6 separate regions of the Mus musculus genome follow, and all the other regions are linked to region 3. The links are chromatin contacts, called in public HiChIP or PLAC-seq and promoter capture Hi-C maps. All regions are on one chromosome and are shown on one strand. Each heading gives the region's core, a stretch centred on a gene start, on an enhancer-like site or on the middle of the called end of the contact. The rest is flanking DNA. Distances are from core to core; before and after follow the strand shown.

Region 1 (4,591 bases), core at 218-2,717, 310 kb before region 3:
AAAGTCATCTAAGCAGACCTGCTTTCTTTGAGATATTCTTCCTGTGTAGCCGAGGCTAGCCTCTTGCCTCTCCCTTGAACATGTACATCACAGGTATGTGCAACTATGCCTGTAATCTCAGTACTTGGGTGGCCAGGAAGGATGACAGCTGGGAATTGAGACCAATTCTTTGCTACATCGTGTAAGACCACGACAACCCCCCCCAACACAAAAACAAACAAAAAACCCAAACTTCACACAGTGTGGTCTTTGCTAAATCACTTTACTTAGCTAAGCCTATACGGTTTCACTCTTGAAATAAGGAAGTTTATTGGTTCAGTGAGGATTAGAAGCTCTAACTATGCACAGTGTGGGAAACAAGAATTTTGATCCCCTCCTGAAGGCAATTTACTAGACTGTCTGCAGGTCAGAACATTAAACATCTGAATAGTCAAGGAAACAAAGATAGGAAAATGGCAAAAAAGAGGCGGAGGTGTGGAAGAGACACAGTTGCCATGAGAAGAAACAAGTCTTACTGAGAAGCTGAATGACAGCTACCTCTTGAAATTCTGTGAAGCACCAAGACGTCACAAATCAAGTTGGAGGCGGAGTGGGGACTCTTTCAAAGATGGACCATTTCGTGGTGGGAGAAGAAGCCACCAACAGTGAGACTGACCTCCAGACCCCCGAGGTGCAAGTGACTCTAGAAGCTACTTTCTGCACTTCAGGTCCTCACAAGGCAACAACGTTCAACAAGAGGCTGAAGGCCTCACCTTCCCCAATATCCATGCCACAAGGATCTGGGACTCCAGACCTAGACACCTGACTGTCAGAAGTCCTGGACTTTCAGATTTCCTGCGACCTCGCTTTCACACGTCAGGGAGCTCGCATCTCTTCCTTAGGTAGGTGCTTCTAGGCTGACGCTCTGGGTCCTGTTCCCGCGGCCACCCGACTAGGAGGGTCCCCGATGCAAGCACCAAGTAGCTGAAGAGGGACAACTTTCCCGGTTCCCGGGTGAGAGGGCGTGGCGGAGCCGCGTCTGTCACCGCAGGTGAGGGCGAGGCCTTCGGAAGTCCCAAGCCCGACGAGGCGGAGAGGATCGAGTCCCCGGTACCCGCGGCCCGCCCGCCTGGCCCGCACACTCACCGCCTTCTCCAGGTGGCTGCGCGCCTGCTCGCTGTTCTTCGTGTGGTGGTAAAGCACCGAGCCGAGCTGCAGGTGCGTCCGGGCCTCGATCCGCTGAGGCGGCTTGAAGGGGAACACGGCCTGCAGGCAATGAACGCACAAGCGGATCTTGGGCGGGCTAGATGTTCGGAAGTGCTCGGCGAAACCCAGGAGAGCCAGATACCACGACTCGGCTGCCTCGGCCTGTGCGGCCTGTGCGGCGGCAGCCTGAGCTGCAGCCGCCGCCTGCGCCGCAGCCGCCGCCTGTGCCGCCATCTTGGCCCGCACAACAACAAGCCGCCTCCACAGAGAGGCGGAAGCACCTTGAGGGGCGGGGCCTGGCGACCCGCAATTCTCGCGAGAACTGCTACGCAAGGACTTCTGGGTCTTATGGTGTGTGTTCGAAGTGGCTCCGACTGAGGAAGACTCTGAGGAGAGGATGATACCTCTGCATCATCGTAACTGAGAGTAATACACGTTCGTGAACTGACGCCGGCGTTTCTGTGGAGAAGACGCCCGGTGTCCTAGAAGGGGGTTGGACGAGATTGTCGGAGAAGGACTACATTTACCATCAGACCAAGCGCACTATAACAGAGCCTCCCTCTTCTCAGGTGGCGCCGGAGCATTGTGGGATTGGATGAGTCTCAAGATGGACAACCGGGATGTTGCAGGTAACATCCCCCGACTTCCCTTCGCCGCCCGCCTGGGTTCTCGCGACTGCACGTCTCCTGTTCACCCTACTTTCTGTCACGGACCTGACACGCGGACTTCTCGCCTCAGCCCCAGGGAAACTTACAGTAACGTTGCGTGTGCCCTTCTCTGGTCTGCCGAGACCCCAGACTCGGGTTCGCCCCCCAACCCCCGCCCGTGGCTGAGGAGCGCTCCTGGTCTCCCTCAAAGGCCTGGGCGCCGGGTGGGAACCGCATGGGCTTTCCCAATAAACTGCTCTCGGGCCGGTGGCATCCACAGCGGACAGCCTGGGACATCCCTCCTGCCCCTCCGGTCCCCTTTGGCTTGGGTCCTGCCTTGTGGGAAATGTGCGTTTCCGAACTGCACTGGGTCAGCCAGGGCGGTTTCCCACGGTTACGGGTTTAGCTCTCCCTGTGCCCCTAGGATGAAATGCATTTGCCCATTCACCATATGCTTCCACACTTGCTGGGTGCCAAACGCTGTGCTAAGCTTGCGTGTCAGTGCACCTGGAAGCAAATTTTGCAAAGAACTAGTTCTCGTGACGTGAGGTTGGATGCTGCTAATATATTGAAGGTCAGGGAAGGCTTAACAGTTTTTAAAAATCCATTTGTCTTTATGTCTTTGTGTGTGAGTACCTGGAGCTGGAGTTATAGTAGGCCACCTGGATGTTTGCTTGGATTCTCTGGAAGAGTGACAAGCACTCTTAACCTCTGAGCCATCTCTCTGGCTCCATGAAAAGTCTTTCTTGAGTACAAGATGTTCCATATGAGTAGATGCTGTCTATAGGAAGGCAGAGGTTTCACCACAGAGGCTGGATAGGCCTCAGAGTGGACTAGGATTGTCTCCTTGGAGATTGTTATGAATGAAATGGAAATAATTAGGGGTGTCAACTCTGGTAGTGTCTAGGGAGTCAGTTTTGCTTTCAACATTTAGAATTTAAGGGCTGACGAGATGGTGGTAGTTAAAATGCTTGTTGCCCAAGAGTGAGGACCTGGCTCCCCATCTTCAGTACTCATGTAAAAAAGCCAGATGTACTGTTGTGTGCCTGAAAGCACAGGACTTCGGACTGGACACAGGTGGATTCCTGGGGTGTATTGGCAGCCACGCACTGAAACGGGCTTTAAGGTTTTGTGAGCTGCTCTGTACCAAAAAATTAGGCAGAGCGACAATAGGAATGCTTTTAATCCCAACTCCTGAGGGGTAGGTGGACATCTGAATTCAAGGTCAACCAGGGCTGTGCAAACTGAGACCCTGTCTTTTTTTTTTAAGTTGGTGAGTGATGGCCTATGTTTTTAGTCCTAGAACTTGGGACATTGGAAAGTGCAGGTTGGTCTCAGTGAGTTTGAGGCCAGCCTGGTCTACAGAGTGAGTGCCAGGTGTTGGAAGGTAAAGGTGGGTCTCTGAGTTTGAGGCCAGCTTGGTCTACAAAGTGAGTTCCAGGGCTATACAGAGAAACCCTGTCTTGAGAAAATAAAAAACAAACAAGGGGGAGAAAAAAGAAAGAGAAGATACCTGATGTCAACCTCTGGCTTGCACAGTGCCTATGCACATACATACAAATTTAGTGTTTAAACATAGCATAGTGGCACATGTTTGTGATCTGCACTGGAGAGTCAGAGGGAGGAGGCTTGTTTCAAGTGGAAGCCAGTCTGGTCTACATAGGAAGAAAATGGGCTGGTGAGATGGCTGAGCAGTTAAGAGTACTTGCTGTTCTTGCAGAGTACCTGATATCTAGCATCCACTTGTCAGCTCACAAGCATTTATAACTCCCAGGCAGTCACATGGTACACAGTCACCCACCCCCAAACCTTTTAAAAAATATATTTAGATAAATGTAGAATTTTTCCTGAGAACCCTTAGGATACAATTCTAGGGTTTGTTGTTGTTTTGTTTTGAGACAGGGTCTCAGTACATATCTGTGGTTGGACTTGAACTTACAGAGATCTGTCTCCTTCTGCCTCACCAACTCTGGGGTTAAAGACCCAACTACGCCCCCCCCCTTTTTTTTTAAATGATAGTAGACACTTTTTTTTTTAATCTTTGAGAACAGTAGTTCTCTCTTTCTCTCTTTTTAAAAAAGATTTATTTATTATTATATCTAAATACACTGTAGCTGTCTTCAGATGCACCAGAAGAGGGCATCAGATCTCATTACGGATGGTTGTGAGCTACCATGTGGTTGCTGGGATTTGAACTCAGGACCTTTGGAAGAGCAGTCGGTACTCTTAACCACTGAGACATTTCTCCAGCCCTACAGCCCTATTTTAATGAAGCAGAGTCTCATTAAGCCTGTGTTTGTCTGGAAAGCATGTACCTCCTGCCTTAGACTGGATGACTGCTGTGTGTGTACACACATGGCACTGGCATTTTTGCTCAAAGCCAGTGATTTGTTTTGGTCATCTTGCTGTCTGTGCACTTTCTCTATGTCAGAATGATCTCCCTGTCCCCAAGGTCATATTAAAACTAAGGAAAAAAAATTAGTAGAATTGGCTGACTCAACCCAAGCTTATAATCATAACACTTTGGATCAGTGGTTCTCAACCACCACCACCATCATCTCCTCCTCCTCCTCTTCCTCCTCCTCCTCCTCCTCCTCCTCCTCCTCCTCCTCCTTCTTCTTCTTCTTCTTCTTTTTGGTTTTCGAGACAGGGTTTCTCTGTGTATCCCTGGCGTCCTGGAACTCACTCTGTAGACCAGGCTGACCATGAACTCAGAAATCCGCCAGCCTCTGCCTCCCAAATGCTAGGATTAAAGGCAT
Region 2 (4,830 bases), core at 2,041-4,540, 450 kb before region 3:
GCAAAAATGGTTCAGCTGGTAAACACTAACTGCAGAATGGAACCCACAGAAAGACAGAAGAAAACTGACTCTGCAAAGCTGTTCTCTGACCTCCACATTCCCACGCTCCCCACAGACATTCAAGCACAATAATAAATACTAAAAAGTAGGGCGGGGGGGGGGGGGGAGCCAGGCAGGGTGGCACATGCCTTTGATCCCATGAGTTCCAGAATAGCCAGGGCTATATTGGGGTGTGGCAAGGTGGGGGTGGGCGTGGGCGGGCACTTGCTGTTCTTGCAGAAGACATAGGCTCAGTTTGCAGCACCTACATGGCAACTCACATAACTTCAGTTCCAGGGAATCTGATGACCTCTTGTGGTTCGCACAGGTACCAGTCATGCGTGCAGTATACATGCATAGATGCAAGAAATCAGAACCATACAGTTTTTAAATGTTTAAGGAAGAAAGAATAAAGATAGAGGCTGGCAAGATGAGTAAAAGGGCTGAATCCCTAAGACCCATGGGGCAGAAGGAAGCACATTCCTCAAGTTGTCCTCTACCCTTTATGTGCAAAAGAGGCGCATTCACATCTGTACTAAGTCACACACAAAATGTAAGAAAAAAGAAAAAAGGAAGAGACAGGAGGGAGAAGTGGACAGAGGATCTGCCTCACTGTCAGAACAGCAGGTGAGGCCCTGGGAATGGGGAGGGTATTCTAGTCTGCCATCTGTGTCTCAAAAGGCCTGGAGGGGGCTGGAGAGGTGGCTCAGAGGTTAAGAGCACTGGCTGCTCTTCCAGAGGTCCTGAGTTCAATTCCCAGTAACCACATGGTGGCTCACAACCATCTGTAATAGAATCCAATGCCCTCTTTTGGTGTGTCTGAAGACAACTACAGTGTACTCATATATATATATAAAATAGATAAATATTCCTTTTTTTTCCTTTCTTTTTTTGGTTTTTCCAGACAGGGTTTCTTTGTGTAGCCCTGGCTGTCCTGGAGCTCACTCTGTAGACCAGACTGGCCTTGAACTCAGAAATCCGCCTGCCTCTGCCTCCCCAGTGCTGGGATTAAAGGTTTGTACCATCACTGCCTGGCTAGTTTTTGGGTTTTAAAACCAGTTTCTCACAATATGTTCCTGGCTGGCTGGAACTTGACATTTGGATTTGGACCCTGGAACAAGGGACAGAGGTTCATATTTTACATACCAAAGCAGCGTGACCTGGCCTCCAGGTTCTCCCAGCATCCCTCAGTCTGTACCTGGCACATCTTGCCCACAACTCTCAACTATCTAGCCCAGGGTCTGGGCTGCCCTTCACCAAGAGGCTCTTCTCTATATAATCCAGAACCAAACACTCTCCACATAGCCTAGGCTAGCCTTGAACTTGTTGTGACCCATCTTTGCTTCTCATGTCTAGAATCACAGGTGAGCCATCACACAGGACCAGAACATTTTGTTTGCTTAGTTGAGGCACAGTTTCTATAATATGCACATTAAAGTCTGATGAATTAAAATCTAAAAATCTGAATTTGTAGAAGGTGGAGTTAGCAAACTCAGGTCCTTTGGAAGAGCATCAATGCCCTTAACCACTGTGCCATCTTACAGTCCCTAAGCCCATCTCTCTCTTCTTCTAGGGTGAGATGGGATCATGTAGTCCAGGTTGATCTATGTAGCCCAGGATGACCCTAACCATCAATCCGTTTTGCTTCAGCATCCAAAATGCTGAGATGATGGGTGTGCACCACCAAGTCCTGTTTATGCAGTGCCAGGGGTGCGACCTAGGGCTTTGAAAGGCTAGGCAGGCACTCTACCAATTGGGCCCCAGTTGCTAACTACTGTATTTCTGTAACTCTGAGCACTGACAGTGGGGACTTTAACTTTCTTCATATTCTTTTCCTGTTGAAATCGATAATAAAATTCTAAATGTTACTTAAAACACTTTTAAAAACTTAAAAACACAGCCTGGTGGGCACATGCCTGTCATCCTGGTACTATGAAGGCATAGAGTTGGGGTGTTCATAATTTCAGGCTGGCCTGGGCTCCACGAAAGCCGGTGGGGGTGGGGGCTGGGGGTGGGCAGAGAATGCCAGAAGAGGAACCAGCACTAGGGAGGCTAGAGTTTAAGACTAGCCTTCTATGCTATGTTACAATCAACACACATCTTGCCTTGGGTGGACCTGTCTGTCATCCCAGCAATCCATTGGCAAAGGCAGGGTCGCCACGAGTTTGAGGCCAGCCTGGGCTATATAGTAAGTCCCTATCTGCAAAAAAAAAAAAAAAAAAAAAAAAAAAAAAAAATTTAAAAACATTAAAAAAAAAATACGTATAACGGTGCATACCTATGAGCATAGCCTTCGGAAGTGAAGGCAAGAGATCAGGAGTTCTAGATCAGTCTCTGCTACGGAGTTTGAGGCCAGCCTAAAACAAAACAAAAGCCTCCAAACTCCAGGTTAGTGCTTCTCGCAGGCTTAGTTTCCAGGCCCGTGGAAGCCAGCTGGAAACTAGGGGACATGAACATTCTGGCTTCCGGGATGCTGCACTAGAAAACCAAGATTCCAACTCAGCCTCCGCTCACACTGTGCACTCTGAAGCCCGCAGGCTGCCCTCTCTCGTCTAACCGCATAACAAAAGCCTGGTCTGCGACGAACAGGACGACACTGAGACACTGACCCGACAGTCCCCGGCGGGGCAGGTTCCGCTTGTAGTCGATGGGGCCGTAGCCCCCTGGCGGGGGCATGTCCTGCTTCACCTTCGACGCCGCCATACTTGCAGGACCCGCAACTTCCGGCCACCAGCGGAAGTGAGGCAACGCGCGACCACCATTTTGAGTGTGGCGGAAGTTCCGTCACCCAGGAGGTTCCCTATAATTTGGAAGCGTTACGCTAGCCTTGCTGCGATCCGGAAGTCAGTCCCTCCTCCCTCTGGCCCTAGGCAGGGAGTAACTGTGGTCTGCATCTAGAGCTCTCTCGGGCGTGTTTCTTGCACTAAAAACCTTGGGAGTTCACCTACTTTCTTTCGTGAGCCATGGTAGCCAGGCTCGAGGCAACAGGCTGGTTCCCACCCACCTGAGCACCATCACTTCAGGGAGGGACTTGTCCTGTTCCACATCAGTGGGCAGTCTCCTCGCCAGTGACTTCTCACGAGGAACTGACCATTAAGGGCGATTGAGTCACAAAGCCTAAGAAGGGTTTAGGGAGCCCGCGGGGCGGGGGAGGGAGGGTCCCCGCCCCAAGGCCGAGTGACGCCCGCAGTCACTTCACAAGGCAGAAATTGTTACCCGGGCAATAAAAGTCATCGCGGCTGTAGGGCCTTGGGAGTGGGCACATGGGGGCACGGGGGTGCAGGTGCCAAGCACCATGGGTTAGGCCCGAGATTGGAGTCCGGCCGCCCCCCGACAGCAGCCGCCTCCTGCTCCCCGCGCGCCCCGGGCGCCACCATGTCGGGCGACAAACTCCTGAGCGAACTTGGCTATAAGCTGGGCCGCACGATAGGTGAGGGCAGCTACTCCAAGGTGAAAGTGGCCACCTCCAAGAAGTATAAAGGGACGGTGGCCATCAAGGTGGTGGACCGCCGGCGAGCGCCTCCGGACTTCGTCAACAAGTTCCTGCCTCGAGAGCTGTCCATCCTGCGGGGAGTACGGCACCCGCACATCGTACACGTTTTCGAGTTCATCGAAGTGTGCAATGGGAAGCTGTACATCGTGATGGAGGCAGCAGCCACCGACCTGCTGCAGGCAGTGCAGCGCAACGGGCGCATCCCGGGGTCGCAGGCGCGCGAACTCTTCTCGCAGATCGCGGGCGCCGTGCGCTACCTGCACGACCACCACCTGGTGCACCGCGACCTCAAGTGCGAAAACGTGCTGCTAAGCCCTGACGAGCGCCGCGTCAAGATCACGGATTTCGGTTTCGGCCGCCAGGCGCACGGCTACCCAGACCTGAGCACCACCTACTGCGGCTCGGCCGCGTATGCGTCACCTGAGGTGCTCCTGGGCATCCCCTACGACCCTAAGAAATACGACGTGTGGAGCCTGGGCGTTGTGCTCTACGTCATGGTCACCGGGTGCATGCCCTTCGACGACTCGGACATTGCTGGCCTACCCCGGCGCCAGAAGCGCGGCGTGCTCTACCCTGACGGCCTCGAACTGTCGGAACGATGCAAATCCTTGATCGCCGAGCTGCTACAGTTCAGCCCGTCTGCCCGGCCCTCGGCGGGCCAGGTGGCGCGCAATGGCTGGCTGCGGGCCGGGGACTCCGGCTAGGAGCCGGGGTTCTCGCTGTTCCCGCCGCACCAGGCACAGAGCCAGGGCGGCGCACGCGCGAAGGGCGAGCTTCGGGAAACCCGCGAAGTCGCCGCGCGCCACTGCGCACGCGTCCTGTCCCTTCCCCTTCCCCCACGGCGGCGGCCCTCTGAGGCCTGCTGTTGGGTTCTGATTCCTCCTGCACAAACTGATTGCTGGAGAGCGCATGCGCATCCTCGATTTCTGGCGAGAAGGCCCCGGGAGGGGCGCAAAGAGAAGAGAGAGAAGCATTGCGCCTGCGCAGAATGAGCTGTTGCACGGTGGGTTGCCATGCTACAGAGAAACCGTGGGCCAGCCGTGCACGCTAAGTTCCAGGTTGGAACCTGCAATAAATTCGCTCTTCCTTGCAACTGGGGTTAGCGGTGGAACCTTGTCACTGAGCAGGGGGTGGGAAGTTTTCGGCAACTTAGAGAAAGGCGAGTATGTGGAAATTCTACCTTTAGACCTAAAAACCGGAGTAGGGAGATTCAAATCCTGATTCTTCACGTCCCTAAACTGGATAAATTCCTAAAAGTTCTATAGTCATCCGCCAGGATCTGATGATACTTGAATTGG
Region 3 (4,483 bases), core at 1,228-3,727:
TTCAATAAAGCTGGGAGAGGACCTCCATTGGCCAACAGGAGGAGCTCAACCTACTGGGTGGGGGGTCCAGCCTCCTTGGACCCCCTGAACAAAGGCTGTGTGACCCATTTACCTCAAAGGACAAATAAGGAAAATCAATGTTTCTTGGTGGCAGAGGGCCCTGGGTATGCAAGGAAGGAGTTTCTCTCCACTTTCCAATTCTGTTCACTTTCTCCCCACAGATGCAGGTCCTCCGAATACAGGATTGAAGGCGCTCCCTCCCTTCCTTGTGATGAGAGGCCACAGGTGGGTGGCAGCTCATGGCTCAATCTATGATTTCAACTGGCGGAGCAGGGCACACCCATGTGAGCACACGCACAGCCTGAGTCTGCTCTGCACATTAGCTAGAGCTAAAAGACCTTGAGATGAAGCAGGCCACTTCCACTCGTCTCCCCAACTGCGCCATCACAGCCCTTCTCCAGGTCCATGAGGCCCAAAGGAAACAAGGAAGGTCTACCCAGTGGGGAGACTAACAGGAGGACTAGCTTGCAGGGCCACCTCACTCCTCCAGGCAATCTGCCCTCTCCCCACCTCCTTACACTAAAGGTAAACAGCTAGAAACAACAAGCTGGCACACCTGATCCGCATCGCAACAGGAGCTGAGTCAGCCCTCTCCTTCTATTCGGGCTGAAAATGAGCCCAAGTGGGTGGTCTACCCACAGGCATGACTCAACCAGCCAGCTTGAAGGCCCTCCCAGAATGCGGTCTGAGATCACTGCTGAAGACTGGTGGTGGCTCCCTAGCCCTAAGTACAGATGGACTACAAGAACACCTGTGGCTCTAGCCTGCAGCTCCCCCCCCTCCCCGAGAGAATACAGGAAAACAAAGCCAAGAGGTGCCTGACACCAAGCCAGCCATAGAGAGGGAGAGCATTTGATGGGGAGGCAGAGGGGGCCTGGCCCTGGCCCAACCTGAAATGCCTACATCGGCAGCCTATCATTCAAAACAAAAGCCCCTCCCCAAGGCACAGTCACCCATGTGGTACCCATTGTGGGTAAGGAACAAAATTCAAACCCAACTTTTCCAAGCAGAGCCTAGGAGTTACATAACACCGGTTTCAGCAACAGGCAACCCAGAAGGAAAAACAAACCGGCAGTCACCTCTCCATCCACAAAGTGGGCTATTTCCACTTGAGGCGACAAAACCCTGGCTCTGCTCCAGGGAACCCCTAACCCAAACTTGAACTTGAACCCTGGCTGGAGGGGGTGGTGGATGAAGTGGCAAAAGGGTGAGATGGGGTGGTTGGACTAGCCAAACAGGTGACCCTGGAGGGCAATGTGGGTCCGTCCAGAGGATAGCAACTGTGGACAGGTCACCTTAGACATACCTAGGAGGGGAGTGAGGGAAGCTCTGGCTTAAGCCTTGAGCCGAGCAGATCCTGCGCTACAGGAGGGACACTAATGCAGGTCACTGCCCAGCCTAGCAGGGTGGAGGAAAAAAGGACAGGTGGCAAGTAGCTGGGACAAGAGGCTGGGAATCAGAGAAGATGGTAGGTAGCTGGGTGGGCCAGAGCAGCAAGGACTAGGGCAGGTAGCAGGAACCTGAGTCAGGTGGCAATGACTGTGGCAGGTAGACCTGGAAGAGGTAGTTGGAATAGGGTGGAAGCAGAGATCTGGGAAAAGGGCAAGTAACGGGAACCAGATCTGGTAATAAGGTACCAGAGACCTAGGGCAGGTGGCGGGTACCTGGGCAGTTTAAACAAGAATCCAGGGTGGGTAACTGGAGCTGGCCAATAGGGACTTAATGTTTAAGGAGCCAGAGCAGGAAGCAGTTACCCAGGCTTGTTAACTGGACCTGAAGCCGGTAGCTCGGACCAGCGCCGTCTAACTGGGACCTGGCTCAGGTTCACAGGGGCCCAAGGCTGGTTAACTGGGATCTAGCGCCGCAGCTCCCGCGCCCGCCCGGCTTCCGGCGCCGCCATGCGCCGCTCAACTCACTTGTGCGTCGAGCTGGCCGGCCGCGCCGCCTGCGCCCGCTCCGCCCGGGCCTCCCGCGCCGCCGGGGCCGCCGGGGGGCGTCTGCGTCTGGCTGGGAAGGGTGAAGTCGGTGAATTCGAACTCGGAGCCCTGGGTGTCGGCGCCGAGCAGCTCGGCCTCCTCAGTGTCCAAGAAGGTGAGTGTTTGCGAGCTGGGGCCGTACGCCTCCACACTCATCCTGCCGCCCGGGCCGCGCCTTCAGCGGGCGCCTCACCGCACTCGAGCCCGAGGCTTCGGCTAGGCCTAGGCCGTAATCCGGAGTAGCCGCTGCCGCCGCCCTGAGAGCCGGGCGGGCTCCGAGTCGGCCTCCGAAAGCAGAGCCGGGCCGCCGGTTCTGAGCTCTGAGTTGCCGCCGCCGCCGCCGCCGCCGCCGCCGCCGCCGCCGCCGCCGCGCCCCTCCGTAACGCTGCTCGCCTCAAAGCCGACCGCCGCTCTCAGACCCCTGGACAGGAACCGCCGTCGCCGCCACCGCTGCGGTGCGCGTGCGCGAGCCGGACGCCGGCACAGATGCGCGTGCGCGAGTCCGACGCCGGCGCAGGCGCGCGCGTTCCTCCCGGAAAGTAGCCAACCGCACCGGAGCACTGGGAGCTAAGCGGGAGGGCGGAACTCGCCGTGCGCCTGCGCGAAGAGGCGGGCCTTCAACCGCCTAAAGGACCTGGGCTCGCGAACTTGGCCCCGCCCCAACTGCTGCCTAGCGGTGCGCATGCGCGCATGCGACGTCCTCACCTCCGGGCTTCAGGGCTGGATGTTCGTTAGGTGCTGATTGAGGCTCTCTCCAGAAGGTTTTGGGTGTGGAGCCTGTGGCACGGGGACCACGCACCTGCACTCCTTGAACCTTAGTTACCCCGTCTGTCACTTGGCTCGTGGCCATTCTCAGTATTCATCGATTGAATAAATGAGTAGGGAGCGGGGACTCTGCCAAATGGTAGTCACTGCTACCCCGAGCACTCCTGAAGCCTGTGAAGATAAATGCTTCTTTTGTCTTGCGATCAAGTCGCACTGGTCCGAGCTAGCCTGGGAATCGCTGAGAAGGGGTCAGGTCCCCTAGAACTAGTTATGAATGGATGTGAGCTCCTCTTGTAAGCGCTGGGTGCACAACTCTGAGCCATTTCTCCGGCCTGTTTTGGTTTTGATTGAGGGTCTCACACTGTAACCATGGTTGGTTTGGAATTCGGGGGAATCCTCCTGCCTCAAAGTGCCTGGTGGTGGGGTGACAGGTGTACATGCAATGTTGACCACGGAACTAAGGGCTCTTGTGTGCTAGGCAGAAGCTACCAACTGATGAGCATCCACAGCCAGCTGCGAGACTTAGAGAAACACTCCTCCCTGGGTTTCCTTCCCACTCTTCAGTGGAGGAAGTGTAAGTGTTGCAGCTCTGAAGGGAAAGGCATTCCCCCCACAGAAGTGTATCTGCTCTGCTTGGGCAGGGGGAGGGGTGGAGGTGGTTCCCCAAAGTGTTTCAGCTGTGCTCCAAAAGATCCTGGCAATTGGGAGCCAAGAAATAGAACAAAGTCACAGCACACAACAAACCTAACACGAGATTTATTGCGAGGGAAAAACCCAGGAGGGTGGCTGCCTCTGCTTGGGTGGATCTCCCAGTAAGGACACTCCTTAAAATCCAAGCACTCAGGAGTCGAAGGCAGGGAGATCTCTGTAACTCTGAGGCCAGCCTTGTCTACAGAGCGAAGTTCAGGACACCCAACATTACATCATCTCAAAACACACAAAAACAGATGCTGAGTGTAGAGGCGCAGTCTCCCAGGACTCTGGAGATGGAGACAGAGCAAGGATTCAAGGTCATCCTAAGTTGTATAGCAAGTTTGAGGCCAGCCTGAGGTATATTAGAACTTGGCTAAAAAACACAATGAAACAAACAAAAACAGATAAGTAAATGTTCCATCAGGCCAAGGATTAGTTAGCCCAGTTCGCTGCAACCTTCCATAGAGGGACAGTAGTGCCTGTAGCCACTGCTCAATAAAAGGTTCTCTGTTGCTTTGTTGTTTTTCAATTCTTAGTACATTTATTTAGTTGTGTGTGGGCACACTTGTACATGCACAGCACATGTGTGGGATCACAAGACAACCTACAGGTATTGGTTCTCTCCTAATAATGGAACTCGGATTTGGTGACAAGCCCCTTTACCCACTGAGCCATCTCATCAACCTCTTGGGTCAGTCAACAGGATATAAGATTAAACCACCAGAGTCCAGACTTCAGTTGTCTTTTTGGAGTAGGATCTTTGAGAGTTCGAGACCAGCCTGGTTTAAAAAGTGAGATTCCGGGGCTGGTGAGATGGCTCAACAGATAAGAGCACCCAACTGTTCTTCTGAAGGTCCTGAGTTCAATTCCCAGCAACCACATGGTGGCTCACAACCATCCCTAACAAGATCTGGCGCCCTCTTCTGGAGTGTCTGAAGACAGCTACAGTGTACTTACATATAATAAATAAATAAATCTTTTTTTTAAAA
Region 4 (4,342 bases), core at 840-3,339, 330 kb before region 3:
TGAGTTCAATTCCCAGCAACCACATGGTGGCTCACAACCATCTGATGCCCTCTACTCATCTGATGCCCTCTTCTGGTGTGTCTGAAGACAGCAACAGCATACTCATATACATAAAATAAATCAATCAATCTTTAAAAAAAAAAAAGGCCATGTTTGTCTCTGAACTCCATATGTAGACCAGGCTAGCTTCAAATTTACAGAGATCCACAGGTCTCTCCCTCCCAAGTGCTGGGATTTGTTATACCACCACACCTGGTCAGGCAAGATCAGAATTTAAGGCAAGTTGACTGCCTGTGCAACTGAGATATACTGTCATGAAAAACATAGGAAGGGGCTGCAGTTTGGCAATACAATACTTGCCTGGCATGTGTGAAATTTTGGGTTCAATCTCCTTAGAAAAGCCCAGATGTTTGGGAGAAGGAGGAAAGGATGTGAGAGTCTAAGCAGCCTGGGCCCTCTGACTCCAATTTCCTACAGTTGTGGTCTAGCACACAAAAGCCCAGGGTTGTCTTTCCTGACCTGAACTGCAGCAGCATTGGTGTGTTGGTTGTGAACAACAGGAGTCTGAGTTTGAGGACAAGGTTGGTGTTTGTCTTAGCGCCTCTCCTTCCATGTATTGTCCAGAAGACTCCCTTCAGCACATGACTTAAGCATTGTGCTGCTGAGGCAAAGCCACATACAGAAGGTAAGACAACCTCTAAGAACAAGAGGTTCCTGGCACATTGCAGAAGGGCTCTGGCATTGCAGCAGGAGGGCCTGGGGTCTAGGGAGACAAGGGTGGAGCCAAAGGAGTGGGCAGCCAATTGACTCTTCACATAGCATTCAGACATATAGCAACCAAAGAGGGGAACTTCTATCCCACGGTCAGAAGAATGCTCCAGCCCCCTTGCTCATAAAACATAACATGCTCTATAAAATCTCTACTGGGGGCTCCCTGGGGAATAGGTCAATAGCCTCCCTTTCCTGCAAGGACACTGAGGCCAAGGTAGGGACATCCTTCCCTAGTCCTGGGCCAGGTGAGCACAGTGGGAGTTGAGTTGTCCCTAGAGGCAATTGTGCCACTCTGGGAGAAATGGACCAGCTTCTTAGGGACTAGTAGGTCAGTTGTCTAAGTGTGGGTGCCTTGTTGGGGACCCAGCCTCCCTGAGGTAAAACCTGTCCTCTGTTCCTGAGCACCTATCACAGGACTTAGGATAAGGGCACATCTCAGTCACTGTACATCCACATACTATGACTCTACCAAATCCCAGATGACTCCAAGAGCACCACAAACTGACCTAGTCTGAGAATGTCCTAGAACTTAACAGGTGTCAAAATGGCTACCCAGTGTCCCTGTACTCCTGATACATATATCCTTTCCTCATATCTTTCCAGGGTAGCCAAGAACTCTTTACCCTAGCCACTTCCCACCCCAAGAGGAACTGTGTCACGGTTGTGGCCACTGTCAGGCTAACTATAGTAGATGTGGGCTCAAAGTTTATAGCTCTTGCAGCAGACCTAATCTGGTCTCCATGCTTTTTTGTGTGGCAGCCAACCTTACACCATATTGTTACTCAGGAAGCCAGCCTTACCCGAAGGGCTGTGGTAAATTGGGCTTCAGCATTATCCATGCAGTTCACGGAGACACAATACAGGCCCTGAAAGGACAGGCATACATGTAGGGCTCAGGTCAGAACCAGGGCAGCTGACCCAGTGACCATAGGCAAGCATAATTGTACTGGGCCCTAGGATGAGCTTCAGGCTATTATAAAGGACCCCTCCCCACAACAGAACAGAGCTCATGTTTGGACGCTGCCTGGGTAGTATCACAGGGTTATTTACTGGAATGCCCAGATCCTTTCAGGGTGGATCACATCCTTTGCTAGGTATGTGCTTGATTTTGGCAAGAGTGGGGTCCAGTGCCTGGGGCATACTCACCAACAGTGTGTGCAACTGGGCAGCATGGTTGGAGAAGAGCCTAGGGGACTGCTGGCATAGCTGGCAGACCTGGGAGATCTGAGGAGAGAACCAAGGTTCCTGTTCTGGGACCTGGCACTGGGGTGCAGCCCCAAGGCTGGAAGACATGCTCCCATCTACTTGCCAAACTGGGGGTCAAAGTCCTGGCAGGAGGAGCCACCACATGGAGAGGATGACCCTGCTCTCCTTTCTCCTTGCACATGCTGACCTTCGTCCCAGTTTCAGGTTATAAAATGCCTCTCCAATGTTCTCAGGAAGGTGTGCATTTTGGTGACATGGGTCCCAGTCATATCTCAATGTTCCCCGAGCATACAAGTTTTAGGGAACCAGACTATTGGCTTTACACTGGATTCTACAACCCAGGCTAGAGCAGTGACAGTGAAATCACTGTACCCTCCCCTCTTGACACCTGTGTCCACATCCAGACCAGCTCCCACATCCCGCTCTCTGTGCTTCCTACCTCCTGTAGTGCAGTGGCCTTGTGGCCTGTGACAAGCCGGCACATGATGATATGCTCCAGCAGGATCACTTGGAAAGACGACAGGATAGGGCTGCAGTCCAGCACTGGGGACAGGAGGCAGGGGTGAACATGCAAGCATGGTACCACCCGGCCCCACCCACATCATCCCCGATGTAGCCTCTCCCCATCTAGATAAGGACGTAAGCTCAAACCAATGCCATTGTGAAGCATCCTAAAGCTAAGAAGTGCCCAGTGGATAAGGCTCAGGTAAAGCAGGAGCTTATCAAGCACAGGTCAGGTCCTGGCTTGAATGCCAAGCACCAAAAGCCACAGGAAACTCTGGGCTGAGCACTGCATTACATACAGGCCATATCTACAGAGGCTGCCTGCTACTACTGCTAAGAGCTCAAGAACCTTCTGGGTGGGTTCTCCAAGATGTCTTCAACTGTGCATGTGAGTGGGACAGAGCTCAAGCCATGGGGAGCTCAGGCACTTCCTGGCAACCCTGCATAGATCTCTTGGGTGAGGAAAAAGTTGTTGCCTACACAGCTTAAGGAAAAGAAAAGCACAGTTCCACAGGCTCAAAGAGATTAAGAGGAAGGCTAAGGCCACATGCACCCAGGATGCATGAAATAGTCAAGTGTGTGGCTAGAACCCTAGACTCTGGAGGATTCACACATAGTAGGTAGGTAGGTGAGAGCTAGGTTCTGACCCTGGCCTCCCTGAACATGGCAATGTCCTAATGTCAAGGAAACTTGGGACTGCTCGAGTCCCCGCCCAGGTAGCACTTACTCTTAAGCTTCTCCAACTGCATGAGCGCCTTGTCTGTGTACTTCTGTGCCTTCTCCAGGTAACCAGCCTGCATCGAATGCATCACTGTGACCTGCAAGGAGACAGGTGGTGGTCACAAGGCTCTCTCCCCGCCCGGGCCCAGGGTGGCAGGACTCACCAGGTAGACGAGCACACACATGTGCTCCTTGGGCAGCCAGTGGAAGAGGTCAGCAGGGTTGCTGGGCAGGATTTCATCATCATGTAGTGTGGAGATGGTCTGAATGCACTGCTGCAGCTGCTTCAGGCACGGCTTGACGCTCTTCACCTGTGGTGTGCAGGCCTCAACATCACACCCCAGGAGGCCTGGCAACCTTGCCCAGCTCCTGGATGGGGACTCTTTCTCCTACTGCAGGAGCTCTTCTCCTCAGGTCTTGGCCTCCCAGAAGCCAGGCTTCACGGAGGCAAGAAGTAGTTACCTCCCACAAATAGAAACCCTGTTAGCACTGTGGCTTCTGTTAACCCTCCTGACATCCTAAGCCTCTCAGGGACAGCTATGGTTCTCAGCATTCAGGGACAGCTAAAGGCTGCCATGTTTTTATATGCTGAATGAGGAGCTGGGCCCAAAGGGACCACAAGGAAGGCCCTTACTAACAACAGGTTCACTGAGCATTTCTTGGGTCCCCACAACACTGGCCTAGCACCTCACAGGGACTTACATCATAGGAACAGGAAAGGGTAAAGGCAGGAAAGGTAGCTCCCATGACATAGGCTGAGGCCATCACATAAACACGGGTGTCAGGTCTTCAACACAGCCACACAGCCATACCAGGGTCCCTACCGACCCCCACAAAGCTGCTGTAAGCTGGGAAAGGGAAGTGTGTAGCATGTTACCCTGTTTTGTCTTCATGGCTTCCACAAACTTCCTTCAGAGGCCTCCCAACCGTGTGTGCACTCAATGAATGTGAGGCCATAAATTCTCCCTCAAATGAGGATAGGCCCACCAGGACAAAACTGCTCTGTAGGCACCTCTATACTTGGGGCTATGTCATATAATATGAAGGAGCTACCAACTATGCTAGAGCAGGACCTATGCATGTATGTTTGTGTACTCACAAACATGCAACAAGATCATATCATGAGTAAACCCTCTCCACA
Region 5 (4,393 bases), core at 770-3,269, 280 kb after region 3:
GGAGCAGCGCTCGGTGCACGCGGTAGGCTTCGGGGAGACCCTGACTCAGCGACGCCCGGTTGACGCGGAGTAGCAGCTGGCCGTGGGACCCCAATCTCACTGCAGAAGAAACCAGAACACCGGTTACTCATGTCCTTAGGGTGTGCCAGGCACAGATGTGCCCCTGTGCAAATGTGCCACTCCCGCCGACCACAGGGTCTGCACAGATGTCAAACATAGGTCTCTCAGTATAGCCCTGGCTGTCCTGGTAACTCTCCATGTAGGCCAGGCTGGCCTTGAACTCACAGATATTTGCCTGTTCTGTGCCACCCCTCACCCCCACCCCAAACCCTCGTGCTGGGATTAAAGACGTACACCGCCACCTTCTGGCTTAAAGTTGATTTTGCTCTTAGCGACAGAGATCCCTAAGGTCTGCCCTGCGCAGGACAGCATGGATCTCTCCAACCTTTTCCCAAGCCTCTGAATAAAGTGTTTAACAAACAGAAGTTGGTTTTCTTTAAAGCAGGGTTTGGTTGCCTACACCTGTCTTCCCAGAACTTGGGAAATGGAGGCAGAAGGATTGCCCTGAGTTTGAAATCGACCTGGGCTACAAATAAAATTTGGGGAGGTTCTCACTCTGTAGTCCCAGCTGGCCTTGAACTCAAGGCAATTCTGCTTCAACCCCCGGAGTAGTTAGGATGGCAGACATGCGCCACCACATCCAAGTGTAGCTTTGCAGATCTTTAGGGAGAGCTACAGTTCGCTTGGATTCACACAACCCTAGCGGATTTGTAAGGGGGCGTGACCCAAATCAGCCTGGGCCCGCCCTCAGCCCTGCTGGGTCCCAGAGCTGAGTCCAGTCCCCTGGATCCTCCTCCCTCCCATCCAAGCGACTGTCACTTGTTACTGTAGCAGTCTCTTTACAAGCGATTGCGTCAGATTTCCGATCCAGTTCCCGCAGGTTCTTTCCGTTTGGCTCCCAACCTGGCTCCTGTCCCTCCCTCTTCCCTCCAGGACCCTCTAACCTTCCCCCATGTCCTCCCCAACTCGAGTGCTGTGCATCTCCAGGAGCGACCTTGACCTCTCTGGACATCATTTGTCCAGCTCCGGTCTAGGGACGGTCATCCGTCCTACTCTGGCTGAGCCCGCTGCTGGCAGCTCCAGAGGTCACAGCAGGGGAAACTGAGTCTCGGAAGCTGGGCTGGGCTCGTGGACTTGAGTGTGTTGGTTGGAGCTTGGAGAGGGTGTTCCTGAAGTGGGTCCCTGGTTGCTACTCACCCTCTGGACTGAGTATCCGGACAGCTGGGTCAGGACTTGGTTCTGAGTTCGAGTCCTCTCGGCTCTGGTTGGCATGCAGCCGGCTCAGCAGGTCCTGGAAGCGACCCCGTAGCTCGTCGGCGTTGAGTTGGGACTCAGGGCCGGAGGGTCGCTGTTCAGGCATTGCCAGGGCGTCCCCCTGCGATGGCCATGACAGCAGCAGCAGCAACAGCAGCAGGAACAGCAGGAACCTCAGTTGAGAGCCGCCTGGAGGCTGGGCCTGGAGCGCGGGCGGGGCCATGTCGCTTGTGTCCTGAGTGTGTCTTTGAGTTAAGCCCTCTGCAGCTGCCTTTATACCCACTGGACTCTGTCCGCTCCGCCCCCGTGTGCGATGCCAACTCGGGTGACCAGGCTAATTCGGGCGGGAATCCCAGGGCTCCGCAGGGGGAGGGGGTGGGAGGGAGGGAAACCGCCGGGCTGGGACCTGAGTGAGGGCTGATCGTCCCCACAGAACATGTGATGGAGTCCAGACTGAAGTTCAAGTGGCTTCTTCCTTCCTCTTGGGACCAGGACTCTCTCCCTCTCTCTTTCCTCCTCTCTCCCTCCCTCCTCCCTCCACCCCCATCAAAGGTGAAGCCAAGGAAAACCTAGAAAAGGCAAGTTCAGGCAAGTCACCCCTATGCCTCAGTGTCCCAGGAGTAGACATTACAGCCGTGCCCAAATGGGCTGGGACATAAGGACAAATCAGGGACTGCACCTCTTCGGTGTCCTCTGTGGGACTCCTACCAATCCTTCAAAACCCTGTACGAACAGTTGTCGCTTCAGGAACCAGATTTACCTTTCAGGATGACTGGATGCTCACACGTGCCCTGCCCTGTGCCTGCCTCAGTATCCCCAGACCAGGGGTTCCTCTTGGGAATGGAGGGAAGAGGAAATCTGCTGCGGGCCTCCTTCCAAACAGGAGGCGGCAGGTGGCTGGAGGGGGTGGGCAGTTCGTCTCAGGCTCAGATAGAAGATGGAGGAGGAGGATGAAGGTGCCAGGAGCCCCATCCACGGTCAGCCTGGGCCCTGAAAGGGTAGTGGCTGTAGTTAGGGCCTCTGGGGAAGACAGGAGTGAGCAAGGAGGGGCACCAGGTGTCATCAAGGGCTCCTGCTGGGGTCCCTCCCAGTATTTACATACTGCTGGGTGGCCTCTGACCTGTGGGGTCACTCCAGGTTAATGACTGACTAGGGTTACTCCATGTCCCCCTGTGAAGACAAGGTAGGTGCATGGTAAGTCTTCACCCGCCATCTCCTTTGTCCAAGACCAGGATGACCCCCAGAACCCTCCCCAAACTGATTCCAGACCACTCCTCCTCAGATCCAAGCCCCACCCCTGATGCACTGCCCAGAACTACCTGTTTGCTCCAGGACCCTTTGCCTACGGGGGTGACTCTTAAAGATCAATGTGGAGAGAGGTGGCACCGCCCTTGGGATCGCAGCTGTGGGCAGTTTTGAGGTATCTGCACTCTGTGAGGAGGCACAGCATGGTGGCCACCTGGCCGGTGAGAGTGGGGTTCTGGGATTATGTTCATCTCTGACCGTTTTCCCCCAAATTTAAGTCTCAGAGTTGGATTCTCTGCCCTGGGCGAGCTGCTGATCTCCGAATCATATCCCAGAGGATAATACTGCAGTCTTCTGGTCCCAGGCCAGCCATTGAGCCTCAGTTTCTCTTTCTGTGAAAGGCTGCTGTGGTCTACATCGTCAGGGTAGGGGTACAGCGGGGGCCGGGGGTGCACGCTACAAATTGAGGGACTATCCCGCGGTCCCATGTGACCTTGGACAAGTTTCTCAGCCTCTCTGCGCTGCAGAGCAAAGGCCAAGGATCAGGATACAGCTGTCTTGCTGCGTGAGATGAGAGGTTGAGACAGGACCATCATGGGTCACAGGTGGGGAAACTGAGGCTGGGGACGGCCCAAAGTCTCTTGGGATGCAGATGGCTTCGTAGATATGGAGCTCGGGAGTGGGCCGAGCAGCTGCCCACTCCCACACGGGGAGCCCTGTGCGGTCTGGATGCTGGGACAGGCCTCGATGTTCTCAGCACTTCTGTACCCCACCTAACCCCACAGGCCGCAGACAGATGCAACCTCAGCCAGCCCAGGTTGCCTCTCTGGCCCTCGGTGTCTTCCTGTGATGGGTCCCAACTTTCCTAACCCACACAGGCCCCTTCAAAAAAGTCACCAGGGCTTCCTGTTTAGGATCCCACTTCGCCAGGCATCTGTGCCCCCTCAACACACACCCACTGCTGTGTGTGACCAACTATACCTTCAGCTTCATCCCGTGGGGTCACCACAAGTTGTGGTAGAGAACTAGAGATGCCCATGTGACCTGAGTACACAGTAGGAGCTCCTGTGCACCTTGAAATTCACACTCTCAGCTGCTTGTCGATAGAGACCCAGGCCTAAAGTCTCAGTCAGGTGTCAGGGTGTCACTTGGGGGTTAAAACAAGACTGTCAGAAGCCTAGGGGACAGTTCCTCCAGGTTCATAGAACTTTCACTCTGTGAATCCAAACCCACAATCCCCCTGCCTCAGTCTCCTGGGTGTCAAGATGATGGAAAATGAGCTACCAAGCTCTTCCTTGCTATATATAGTATTCCACTCTTCCTACAGTGTGGTGACCAGGCCAACGACCAACTGGGCATCTGTCTCTTTAAGACCAGGATCAGTCAGCCATTCACTTTATTCATGGAATGTTCTCCAAAGGGCTCCATACCAACAAGGCTCCATGGGGTCCCCCATCCTCTGATAAGCATCATCACCCCCCAAACACAGATTTCTGGTTCACAAAACTCTGGAATGTGGCATTGTGCCAACTTGGCTCCTCTTTCCTCAAAATCCTTAGCTGGTGACCTCATAACCAGTCCTGAAGCCACGTAAGGAAGTGGGGTAGCCCAACTGTGGGCTGCCAGCCAACAATGACCTCAGCGGGCTGGGACCCTGACTTCCTCACACTCTGGGGCAGAGGTGAGCTGCCCTCGCTGGGCCAACTCCACCCTTGTCAACACAAGAAAGCACAAACTTTCCTGCCCTAGGGACAGCGCTTCTCGTGATCCCTGCAGATCAATTGAAATGTGGATGAGAGTCCCCAGAGGACAGGGTAACCTGCTGTCCTCGTGT
Region 6 (4,306 bases), core at 1,706-4,205, 280 kb before region 3:
ATGAGCACTTGCCTATCCACTCCGCAGATGCAGCAGATGTATGACATGATTATGCAGCACAAGCGCGCCATGCAAGACATGCAGCTTCTGTGGGAGAAGGCGCTGCAGCAACACCAGCATGGCTATGACAGTGATGAGGAGGTAGACAGTGAACTGGGCACCTGGGAGCACCAGCTGCGACGCATGGAGATGGACAAGACACGGGGTATGTGGGACATGAAAAGAGGGTGAACCCCACTTACCTGCACCACTTGGCCATGGCACATGGTCTAGAGGCTCCACCGATCCAGAAATAGCACCATTGCTATCGACTACTTTCTCATCCCTTGCCACTCACTCATCTTCCTCTCCTCTCTGAGCAGAGTGGGCAGAGCAGCTGACACAGATGGGTCGGGGCAAGCACTTCATCGGTGACTTTCTGCCCCCTGATGAGCTGGAGAAGTTCATGGAGACCTTCAAGGCCCTGAAGGTGGGGAAGCCGATGGGCAGGCATGGACAGGAGGGGAATTAACACATAGTGTAGTGTCTTCCAGCCAGTGGGAAATCACAGTTTCAGAGCTGGGGCCCAAGGATAGCTTTTCTTTCTTCCTTAAAACAGGATCTTGTCATGCAGTCCTCACTGATCTGGAACTTGTGTAGATCAGGCTAGCCATGTTCTTTTGTCATGTTCCTCTGCCACCCAATTGCAGAAAGGCACCGTCTTGCATGCTGCCCCACTGTGGTGGGCTCAAGAACCAGGGGGCTGATGAGACATGAATTGGCATTTCTTTGTATCCCATAGTTATGTCTGTTTAGCATTCTGTGTGACAGATTGTTCCCAAGCTGGGTATTCAGAACAAATTGCTCTTAGAACATGAGCTACTCTTGGCCTGTAAACTGTTAACGTCCCAAACAGGCCATGTTAATGGTCACCTTGTCCCCTTTGACTTGAGTGCCTGGAAGCTCAGCCCTTTGAAGACAGCATAAGGATGAAGAGCTTGATTTATTTCAGTGGAGTCAACCACTGATGGCTGGGGCACATGGGTGGAACCAGTCTGGCATGAGGCTAACTAAGATCAAGTTGGGCAGGCATTGGAGCCAGAACTGGGACCTAGGGACAGCTATAGTCCCCATGGCTGGCAACTTTCTCCTCTCTTCTGTTGCAGGAGGGCAGAGAGCCAGACTACTCAGAATATAAGGAGTTTAAGCTGACGGTGGAAAACATTGGCTACCAGATGCTCATGAAGATGGGCTGGAAAGAGGGCGAGGGGCTGGGCACTGAGGGCCAGGGCATCAAGAACCCAGTGAACAAGTGAGTGCTGCCACAGGGCTTGCGGGAGCACACAGATGGACAAGTCCTAAGGTTCCAGCTAGTGACAACTAGTTCTGGTTTAACTAGTATGTAAAGCCTTGCTACCCACACTGCTTGACCGTGAAGCTGGCCTCTGACCCCATGTCTGAGTGAATCTAGGACCTGCCAACCCTGCCACCAGTCCCCACCCCAGTACCCCAGAAGCCCTTCCTGTCTGTCTCATCCTGGTTCCTACTCATGACTGCTGGTTTTCCTTCCACAGGGGTGCCACCACAATAGATGGAGCTGGCTTTGGCATCGACCGGCCAGCTGAACTCTCCAAGGAGGATGATGAGTACGAGGCCTTCCGCAAGAGGATGATGCTGGCCTACCGATTCCGGCCCAACCCGCTGGTGCGTGCCTCCCTGACTGCCTGTTAGTTTGAGAGAGATGACAAAACCCCTGCTGTAGCCCTCACAGGATGTCAGCTCTGCTGCCTGCAACGTTGTGGAGGGAGGACCTATAGTTTTCCACTAACACTCCTTTGATCTTTTTGGGCTTCCACAGAACAACCCCAGACGGCCCTACTACTGAATATTCTGGAAACACAAAGTCTACATTCAGATCGGCCATCCTTGGACTATGAAATGTTCTGGCATCCATCTCTATCCTGTGGTCACAAGTGTTGTGCTGTGTATTAAAGTCCCAATGCTCACCTGTCCAGCATTCCAGTTCCTGCTGTTGCCAGAAACCTCTTTTGTCCCTCCTCCAGTCCCACTGAGGCTCATTGAGTTCACAGTAACTGGAGACCAGCCAGTTGATTCAGACTTTACCCCAGGCAGAGGAAAAAGAGGCTTCCAAACACTTCATGATATGTGCATGGGCTGGTGTGGACTGGGCACAGCTGGAGTATGGGTAGGGCCTGTCTAGAGGCAGAGGCCTGGGCTGTCTCATGTATTGCTCACTGCATAGCTGCAAGAGCCCAGCTGGAGCCCGTGATGGTCAATCTTTGCAGCTTCATCCCATTTGTGCTGCCCTGGATCCTCCCCAGACCTCTCCAGCTAGTCAAAGTCCTCAAGAGAATAAGAATGATAAATCTGAGTACTCCAGTCTTGCTCCTCTGGTCTTCCATCTCCCCAATGTTTCCCTCTCCCAAGATCTGGTTGGGCATGACACAAAAGGTCCTAGAGTTGGCAGAGCTGAGTAGTGGGAGTGTGGCCAGGGGCTGGACTGCAGTGTGTACAAGTTGTGAGTGTAGGGCCTGGGGGCGGGGCCATGTAGAGCGTGGCTGCACTCTTGAGCTAATGCCTGTGAGTAGGGCTAGGAGAGGTGAATGGGTCTTAGGTAAGGGACTATTGTGGACTCGGTAAAGGGAAGTCTCTACAGTTCAGCCCCACAGGTGACTAGGGTATGGGGGCGGAGTTATAAGCTGGGTAGAGGTAAGGGGGCATGGCTGCAGATGTGGGACGGCTGAAAACTGGGAAAGGACGCTGTGCAATGGATAAAAGGACTGAGAAAGGGAGCTTATGGGCGGAGTCTCCTGATAGTAGGGCGGCACTCCCCACCCACCCCCTCCGCATACTGGCCAAGAACCTCAACACAGGAAAGGGTGGTGACCAGCTCCTGCGCGGGGCGACCTTTGCGCGCGGGGGGGGGGGGGGGGGCAGGCAGGTTCCTGGCAACTCAGAGCTCTGACGCGCTGCGGTCACGGAGCCAAGCGTCCTGGAGGCCTCGCCGGGGTCGGGGTGCCGCTGCCATGGACATCCCGCCCCTAGCCGGCAGGACTGTGGCAATGTCATTCTGCGCCCTGCCAGTGTCCTACCTACTCAATCAAGTTTCGGCGTTCTCACAGTGCGTTTTCGTCCATGAGGACCATGGGGCTGGAGGGAGGATGAGGGGTAGCAAAATCCCATAGGATGGGAGCTGGGCCGGGGGAACGCCATTGCAAGCAGAAATCCCTCTCCAGCCGCGCTGTCAGGAAGATGAAGTTGTAAGTTTCTGGGGAAAGGTGATGTGGAGCCATAGTGGGTTGTGGCATTTACGAGTATTCCAGGGATGTATGCTGTGCCAGTTCCAAAGTCACCCAGGGTCAAAGTATTTTCCTAGATAAAGCCCAACTCACCCAACTTCCCTGGTACGCATGCCCTGTACCATCGTCTCTGTCTCAGGCCTAGAGTTAACTCCCCCTACAAGCAATGAGCACCCTGTCCCTGACTTCTATCTTCAGATAGACCCCGGAGGTCCAGCAATCCCCTCACTCCAAAGCTCAGTTAACTCAAACAGTGGGATAGAGAGGGCCTTAGCCATAGGTCTGACTCCCTGGTACCTGTCTCCTGAGAGTCTGAGTGAGCCAAGTGCCCTTTGGGAGCCCAGGTCTCTTTATCTATCTGGGTTTCACTATCGTCATGGGTGAGGATCACAAGTTCTGTGCAGTGTCAAGATTAGTGTTGGCATTTTGGTTAAGTAAAACCAGGATGGAGTTTATGAAATGTGGGCCTGGGTAGTTTAGGAGAATTGAACAAAAACTGGCTGTGTGGCACCAGACAGGTGGATTCCCCTCTCTGGGTTTTGGTTTGTTTGTCCAGCTGTGTTAAGGGAAGCCCAGAGACCTGGCTTGTGTTATCTATGCAGCTAGCTGAACTGTCTTATCAGACTGTATAACTTCGGTGTAACTGAGCAAGAATAGGGAAGTGCAGTTGGAGACATTTGGACTTTAGTTGAGAGAAACTGGGAGCCTCAAGAAAATACTAGATTCCCTCCCATCAGAGTCCAACCACATGAAGGGTGAGGCTCAATGAGTGACCTGGCAAATCCAAAGGAATGAGTATTAGCTAATGATGAAACACAGAGATAGGGAAATCAGAGAGGGCTTCCAGTGGGAGCAATATGGATAAGCCTTGAAGTATGAGTAGGAGTTTGCCAAGTAGAAAACCTAACCAAGAAACCACTGATGGAGAAGTCAGGTCTCATTCTCCTTTGCTGACACTTTCTGAATAATTCCTCCAGGAGGTCTCACCCAAGCACTCGATTTTCCCC

Evidence for each region. Promoter capture Hi-C pulls out the DNA fragments that hold promoters and counts their contacts. HiChIP or PLAC-seq counts read pairs in DNA pulled down with a chosen protein or histone mark.
Region 1: a contact with region 3 is called in an H3K27ac HiChIP or PLAC-seq map of embryonic stem cells, with 2.4 times the contacts expected there. The contact joins the promoter of Mau2 here to the promoter of Upf1 in region 3. A contact is called at or near these places in 5 of 39 promoter capture datasets (cranial neural crest, embryonic stem cells, liver and 1 more), 2 of 484 Hi-C or Micro-C datasets (embryonic stem cells and neutrophils) and 3 of 115 datasets of contacts at active chromatin or transcription factors (all in embryonic stem cells).
Region 2: a promoter capture Hi-C map of pre-B cells shows a contact between it and region 3, with 3 times the contacts expected there. The contact joins the promoter of Tssk6 here to the promoter of Upf1 in region 3. A contact is called at or near these places in 10 of 39 promoter capture datasets (cranial neural crest, embryonic stem cells, fetal liver and 5 more), 2 of 484 Hi-C or Micro-C datasets (Th1 cells and natural killer cells), 4 of 115 datasets of contacts at active chromatin or transcription factors (astrocytes, embryonic stem cells, memory CD8 T cells and 1 more) and 2 of 9 other capture datasets (liver and macrophages).
Region 4: a contact with region 3 is called in a promoter capture Hi-C map of liver, with 3 times the contacts expected there. The contact joins the enhancer-like site here to the promoter of Upf1 in region 3. A contact is called at or near these places in 4 of 39 promoter capture datasets (cranial neural crest, embryonic stem cells and liver) and 2 of 115 datasets of contacts at active chromatin or transcription factors (both in embryonic stem cells).
Region 5: a contact with region 3 is called in a promoter capture Hi-C map of liver, with 3 times the contacts expected there. The contact joins the promoter of Gdf15 here to the promoter of Upf1 in region 3. A contact is called at or near these places in 8 of 39 promoter capture datasets (the 3T3-L1 cell line, cranial neural crest, frontonasal cranial neural crest and 4 more), 2 of 484 Hi-C or Micro-C datasets (both in embryonic stem cells) and 5 of 115 datasets of contacts at active chromatin or transcription factors (Th17 cells, double positive thymocytes, embryonic stem cells and 2 more).
Region 6: a promoter capture Hi-C map of liver shows a contact between it and region 3, with 4 times the contacts expected there. The contact joins the promoter of Tm6sf2 here to the promoter of Upf1 in region 3. A contact is called at or near these places in 9 of 39 promoter capture datasets (the C10 cell line, cranial neural crest, embryonic stem cells and 4 more), 1 of 484 Hi-C or Micro-C datasets (liver), 2 of 115 datasets of contacts at active chromatin or transcription factors (effector CD8 T cells and pancreatic cancer cells) and 2 of 9 other capture datasets (adipose tissue and pancreatic islet).

What each region holds. Positions count from the first base shown.
Region 1 is chr8:70,041,267-70,045,857 of GRCm38.p6, forward strand. Mau2 (MAU2 sister chromatid cohesion factor) reads right to left here and starts at 1,468. Exons shown (of 19, transcript NM_001376946.1): 1 at 1,126-1,468. The coding sequence starts at 1,419. It overlaps Sugp1 (SURP and G patch domain containing 1), which reads left to right and starts at 1,521. Exons shown (of 14, transcript NM_027481.3): 1 at 1,521-1,814. The coding sequence starts at 1,781.
Region 2 is chr8:69,898,894-69,903,723 of GRCm38.p6, forward strand. Tssk6 (testis-specific serine kinase 6) reads left to right here and starts at 3,291. Exons shown (of 1, transcript NM_032004.2): 1 at 3,291-4,625. The coding sequence starts at 3,415. The coding sequence ends at 4,236. It overlaps Ndufa13 (NADH:ubiquinone oxidoreductase subunit A13), which reads right to left and starts at 3,127. Exons shown (of 5, transcript NM_001382215.1): 1 at 3,044-3,127; 2 at 2,649-2,839. The coding sequence starts at 2,742.
Region 3 is chr8:70,350,802-70,355,284 of GRCm38.p6, forward strand. Upf1 (UPF1 regulator of nonsense transcripts homolog (yeast)) reads right to left here and starts at 2,478. Exons shown (of 24, transcript NM_030680.3): 1 at 1,977-2,478. The coding sequence starts at 2,192.
Region 4 is chr8:70,024,257-70,028,598 of GRCm38.p6, forward strand. Mau2 (MAU2 sister chromatid cohesion factor) reads right to left here. Exons shown (of 19, transcript NM_001376946.1): 8 at 3,366-3,512; 9 at 3,209-3,299; 10 at 2,417-2,520; 11 at 1,918-1,995; 12 at 1,572-1,637. Among named protein-coding and RNA genes, the nearest start is that of Mau2, 16 kb to the right of the region's middle. Within about 2 kb of position 2,090, at least 4 of the 459 cell types and tissues checked have an H3K27ac peak or open chromatin away from gene starts, as enhancers often do. A contact at or near this core is called in liver, where this site is marked.
Region 5 is chr8:70,630,076-70,634,468 of GRCm38.p6, forward strand. Gdf15 (growth differentiation factor 15) reads right to left here and starts at 2,020. Exons shown (of 2, transcript NM_011819.3): 1 at 1,258-2,020; 2 at 1-99. The coding sequence starts at 1,537. Gm34154 (a long non-coding RNA gene) reads left to right here and starts at 2,488. Exons shown (of 2, transcript XR_870495.2): 1 at 2,488-2,780.
Region 6 is chr8:70,069,969-70,074,274 of GRCm38.p6, forward strand. Tm6sf2 (transmembrane 6 superfamily member 2) reads left to right here and starts at 2,956. Exons shown (of 10, transcript NM_001293795.1): 1 at 2,956-3,121. The coding sequence starts at 3,027. It overlaps Sugp1 (SURP and G patch domain containing 1), which reads left to right. Exons shown (of 14, transcript NM_027481.3): 10 at 28-205; 11 at 363-469; 12 at 1,146-1,291; 13 at 1,554-1,683; 14 at 1,838-2,379. The coding sequence ends at 1,864.